Linked DNA regions of Gossypium hirsutum: region 1 is linked to region 2. A link is a contact called in public Hi-C data. All regions are on one chromosome and are shown on one strand. The core of a region is the stretch at or near the end of the contact, and the rest is flanking DNA. Distances in the headings are between cores, read along the strand shown.

The links. Hi-C and Micro-C count contacts between places; a contact is called where the count stands out from the background.
Region 1: a contact with region 2 is called in a Hi-C map of leaf, with 3 times the contacts expected there. The contact joins the promoter of LOC107891984 here to the promoter of LOC107892033 in region 2. A contact is called at or near these places in 2 of 34 Hi-C or Micro-C datasets (both in leaf).

What each region holds. Positions count from the first base shown.
Region 1 is chrD09:25,880,419-25,883,172 of Gossypium_hirsutum_v2.1, reverse strand. It overlaps LOC107891984 (rust resistance kinase Lr10), which reads right to left and starts at 1,447. Exons shown (of 5, transcript XM_016816935.2): 1 at 1,319-1,447; 2 at 920-1,204; 3 at 548-817. The coding sequence starts at 1,346. It overlaps LOC107891983 (PR5-like receptor kinase), which reads left to right and starts at 1,886. Exons shown (of 5, transcript XM_016816931.2): 1 at 1,886-2,562; 2 at 2,747-2,754. The coding sequence starts at 1,886.
Region 2 is chrD09:25,393,093-25,395,844 of Gossypium_hirsutum_v2.1, reverse strand. LOC107892033 reads left to right here and starts at 1,400. Exons shown (of 11, transcript XM_016816999.2): 1 at 1,400-1,791; 2 at 1,877-1,938; 3 at 2,337-2,555. The coding sequence starts at 2,392.

The sequences.
Region 1 (2,754 bases), core at 198-2,697, 490 kb before region 2:
AGCATAGTGAAGCTGTAAATTAACTGCTGCGTTTTAGAAGTTCCTGTGTTTAATTCCTGGAAAAGCTTTTTAAATTTATTATGACCTATTTAACTTTCTTGATTTAATAAGAGAGTGAAGTATAGCCAAAATTCTTGTAAAATCAATTAAGGTTTCTTCAGTAAACAATGAACTCCACTTTTAACTCACCCAGCCTGGACTCTTAAACGTGTCAAATTATTGGTTTAAGTTCATAAACTAGTATATAGTATAAGGTTAACTATCACTAAATATGTAATTATACGTATAGTAGGTTGCAAATAAACCAAAAACCAAATGTAACTTATTGTTCAGAATAAAATGTAATTGTACTCGCAAATTATTCTCATTGAAGGAGTAACTAGTTGGTTTACAAATTTGTAGCTTTTCATTCACTACTGGTTTTAGTTTTTAAACTTGTAAAAGTAAATAATTGAAAACATAAGTAAGTTGGTAAACTAATTATAACATGCGTAAGTGTAAAGCAGCCAAGAAACAAACAAGACAGTTGAAGTAGAAGGGCATGTACCTGTTTGGGTGCTGGGTTTGGGGGTGTCATAACACTCTGTTTGAGGTGGTGTACTAACATTCTTCAGTCTACAACTTCTTCCTTGTGCTTCACATTCAAGGCACAAGGGTTTGGACCATTGTAAGCGAATACCAAATTCAAAATATCGAGGAACTGCTGAGATGTCAACAAATTTGGTGCAATTGACGAGGTTAAAGTTGTTGCGAGTATCGGAAGGTAAAGCTATAATTGGACAGGCATCGACTCCATAGCTATCTTTGTCTGACTTTTCTGAACAATTGAACAAGGTAATGTTTTGTAGTTGTTCGAAGAATATGAACGGGGATGCTGATAAATTGAGAGAAGGAAGCTGCTGATAGAGGCAAGTCTCACCATCCGGACCAGATACGTCAATTGTCTGTTTTTCGTAATCTATATACTGGACCGCCATCTTCACTGACCGTGGCAGGTGGAGCATGGTCTGTTTATTTTGGGAGCAGGAGAGTTGGAAGCCAGGATCAGGGTAGCCACAGCGCTGGTCTTTTAACCAGAAGGGAAATCGGACAGGTGGGCCGTAGCGTTTGCAGTTTGTGACCTTGCATTTTTCAGAATCTAGTGCTGCTACACCACCTTCATCCACCATCAACATGAAGGCAACAAGGAGAAGGAACATCATCCCTGTTAACTTGGGGTAGGATAAGCTTAGAAAAGCAAAGAGATGTGGTTTGTGGTTTTAGCATTTATTATTGCATGCAGATATCTAAGAAAATTCCAAGCTGCCTGCTTGCCTACCTTTGGATTGGACTGTTTCAAACTGCATACGCGTAAAAAGTAATATATGCCTCAGATCCAGTAAAAAATAATATATGCCTCAGATCCAGTTCAGTTCAATTAATCAAACTACAAAGCACTATAGATGAAAAACCTACAAAGCCAAAAAGAATGGATAAAATTCACTCAGCTGATCAACTCTGAAATGGAAAGGGTATAAGACAGGTGAAATTAGTAGATATCCAAAAAAGCAAAAAGCAAAATGAGGAATGTGGAAGTCAGAGTCAACCAATTTAATTTCAGGTATTAATTGAAGGAAAGAAATTAAACCAAAGACTTGATGCGGTTGGCATGACTGGGCTTTTGTAGTCCTAGTGCTTGGAAAATTCCAAGCTCTCTTGGCCTGATATATTGACTTATATGAACTGCAAACGCGTACACGTACAGCTATACGCTCCCATTGCAATCAAACAAAGCGACCAACATCTTCACTAAACTGTAAACTTCTTTTGGGCAAGTGATTGGGAGGATTTACGTTTATCATCTTCTCGTCATTCTTCTTCTTCTTTTGGCTTATTAAATTCTAACATGTTAACAAAAGTTGCAGCAACATTAGGCTTGCTTTCCCTTGCTGCTTTCTCATTTTTTGAAGCTGTTAATGGTGCAAGACGACTCACAAGTGTAGGCTGTAACCCCTCTTCCTGCGGAAATTTAACCAACATCAGGTTCCCTTTCAGATTAAAAGCCGACCCTCCCCAGTGTGGCCATCCTTCCTATGAACTGATTTGCCAAAATAACCGCACCTTTTTGAGCAACAATTTGGGTTTCTACGTTGCAGGCATCTTTTATGATGGCTCTGGAACAATTCGATTGGTGGATCAGAGTCTGGACGCTAAACAATGCTCCATTCTTCCTAAATCCCCTGTATGCCGAGAAGTTACTGATTTTATCTATTTTGTGAGTTGCCGAGCACCCATGGCCTCTTCTCTCTACGTCGACGCCGCTCCTTGCGCGAACGCCTCCTCTCCCTACCCTTACTTTTATGCTTTATTTAGCGCCGACTCGCTGAACGCCACTGGTTTTGATGAGTCTTGCACCGTGGAAATCCAGGTGCCGAGACCCGTTCGGTTGCAGTCTTCTAACATCAGCGCTCTGCGTCGTCTATCTATTTTCGATATTCACCGGGAGCTTCTCATGGGTTATGACGTGCCATGGGCATGCGCATACACGCCCCGTTCCAGCAACAACATCACACTTGCCAAAATGTAACACTTCACAACAATCAATCAATTTTATGTTGCCAATGTTGTTGAGGGGAGTCTTTGAAGTGTCCACCATACTTCAATAATTGCTCCTAAAGAAATCGAATTTCTCAACAATGATAAATTTCCTTTTTTACTTTATGGAAAAACGAACATTTTATTTATTGAATTAGTCTTTGAAATGTAGATTATGGC
Region 2 (2,752 bases), core at 151-2,650:
GTGGATTTAATGTATTTAAATATAAATTGAATTATAGTGATACCATTGAGTATATGCATACTCAGTGTACGGGTGTTTCCGTGCGTAGGTTGTAGAAGTCAAGTACTAAACCAGCATCCAAAGCTAAACCCGACTTCAGCAAACTTTTGGTGATGTATATTTTCTTTTGGTAATGTGGCATGTACATAGGATGTATATAAAAGTTATTATGTTTTGAATATAAATGGTTAAAAATGTTAGTAGTACAAGTCTAAGAATTATAATGAAAGAAGTTTATCCGTTTCAATTTAATTAGTACATTGATAAATGTAAATTGATATTATATTGAATTGGTTGAATTGGTTATGTTTGGAAATGGATACGGTTTTAATTGCAGGGAGTTTTATGTAAAAATAAGTAGAAATACTGTCGAAATTTTTAAAAAAAATTACGAAATTTTTTTCGGAATACTTGAACAAGTTTCGTTCTACTTTTAATACATGTTATGGGCTTCGAGAGTCCATTATAGGGATTTAATTATTAAATTATACTATGAATGTTCTTTTAATTATGAATTATTCGTAAGTTGTCTATAGGTCCGGTAATGCCTCATAACCCTGTTTCGACGATGGTTTGGGGTTAGGGGGTGTTACAGTATAAAAATTCAATTTTTTTACTTTAATATTAAAATCAAGAGCTTTCATGAGTAAAGATTATAGATTTGAGGCTTATTTAACTACAAAAATAGCATAAGGCCTATTTAAACAAGATTAATAGTTTAAGGGCTTTTTTAGTATATTAGCCTTTTTTTATATGTTTAAAGCATTATTGTAAATTTATATTTTATTGTGTATATTTTGACATATAAATATTTTATTTTTTAGAAGTAATTTATTCGTATTTTATTCATTTTACTTTTTTATGTAATTATTTTTCCTATGTTTAATGTATCAATTCATCTAATACTTCAGATGGTTTTCTTAATAATATTTTCTAAGCATATTTTTTTAAAATTATACATAATATTGATTGATATATAAATACATTTAGCACTTGATGTCTATATATTCTGTTAAATTTATCTTAATTCTAAAAATATCAACCTAAATTTTTAAATCATGACCAAATTAACCGAATGCCTAAATTTTAAGTGCTAAACTTGTTATTACACCAATCAAAATTATGTACAACTGATATAAAATATTAATCTCATAATTAATTGCCAATCGTTGCTGATTTTTAAAATTAATAGAAATTAAATTATTTAAAATTTTTTTGAAAAGGACTAATTTACTAAATTTTCAGAAATGGTGTACCAAAGAAAAGAAAATGATTAATAAGCTGTTTTTGGGCTTTGAATGTTTGAAATAAAGTTGGACTCATGTTTTAAAAGGTCTCATTGATTTTAACTTAATGGACTGGAATTGGAAGTTGGATGAATGAATATCCGGACAGGAACAGAGTAGGGATCGACTGGAACATGTCCGCATCACCAGGATTGTGATCCTTGCTCCAAACTTCCACATCTCTGATCCTTTCCTCTCCTCTGACTTCACCATATCCTTTCCTCTCCTCTGACTTCACCATATCCTCCTGCCAATCATATACCCTGCCACGTTGTCCCACTAGCTCAATTTCATCTCTTCAGATCACCGCACAATACAACAAAACCACCGTTTGAAGATCTTTAAACTTCCTTTACACTACTTCCTCAACCCCCTGTATTTCACTCTCCCTCTTTTCTTTTGAGACCCATCAACCAATTATGATTTTTCTTCATAACCAACTTCTTTTAGGACTCTTGTTTTTAAGGTAATGTTGTGAATCTTGCTATTTGTAGAAATGGGTTGAAGGCTAATCAAACTAGGTAATCTAAGATGAGGGTTCTTGAATGCAGGAATCAGCAGAGTGCACATGTTTGGGGTTGTACAAGGGTTTGACAGTTCGATTTTTCTTTAGGTAAATGCTTTCTCTTTCTTTTTCCCTTCTTTAAGTAAGTCAATGGAATTCAGCACGTTGGTTTTGGGGAAATAAAATCCAAAAATTTATATATTTTTTGTATAGGGCTTAGATAAAGATATGGAGATTGAGAGTTTTATTAACTTATCCCTAGTTGGATTTCTAAAGAAGATTTGGAGTTCTTAGCTAATATTTATAACTTGGGGAGCTTTCTTTCTGATTCTTTTAAGATTTTGGTTTCCATTTAAAATTGCTACTGATTGTTTACCACTTAGGATTTGCTAATGCTAGTTTGATGCATTGAAAGATTGCTAAACTTAAAAAGTTTTATTTATGAAATCTTGACATCTGAACTTGCTTCCGCGTTTTAGGAATCTCATTGTGGAATTTATTTTCAGTGGGTATGCATTGAGGGGAACGGTAGAAATTGCGGTGACAAGCAAAACTAGAAATATGCTTGAGGCTTTGATAAGAGAAGGATCATTCAAATGGTTACTTAGCAAGCGAAGCTCCTTTGCAGAGGAAGTTGAGGAGCTGCAGAGGTCTCCATCTGCTGGAAGGAATTGGATTCCTGAGCTCTCTCCGGTTGCTAATATCGTTGTGCGCCGCTGCTCAAAGTAGGTTTCTTTTGCTGCTACTTTGCTATTGCTGCATGCCTGTTATAACCACGAAAAATCATTTTGCAAGTTGCACCTTAAATTGAATGTTGTTTTGTTAAATTATGTCCATATGCTTCTAATTCAGCCTAGATACAAATAGGAACAATGTGCATTTCTGTTTGACTGAAATACATTGTCTCCTTGTGGATAACAAA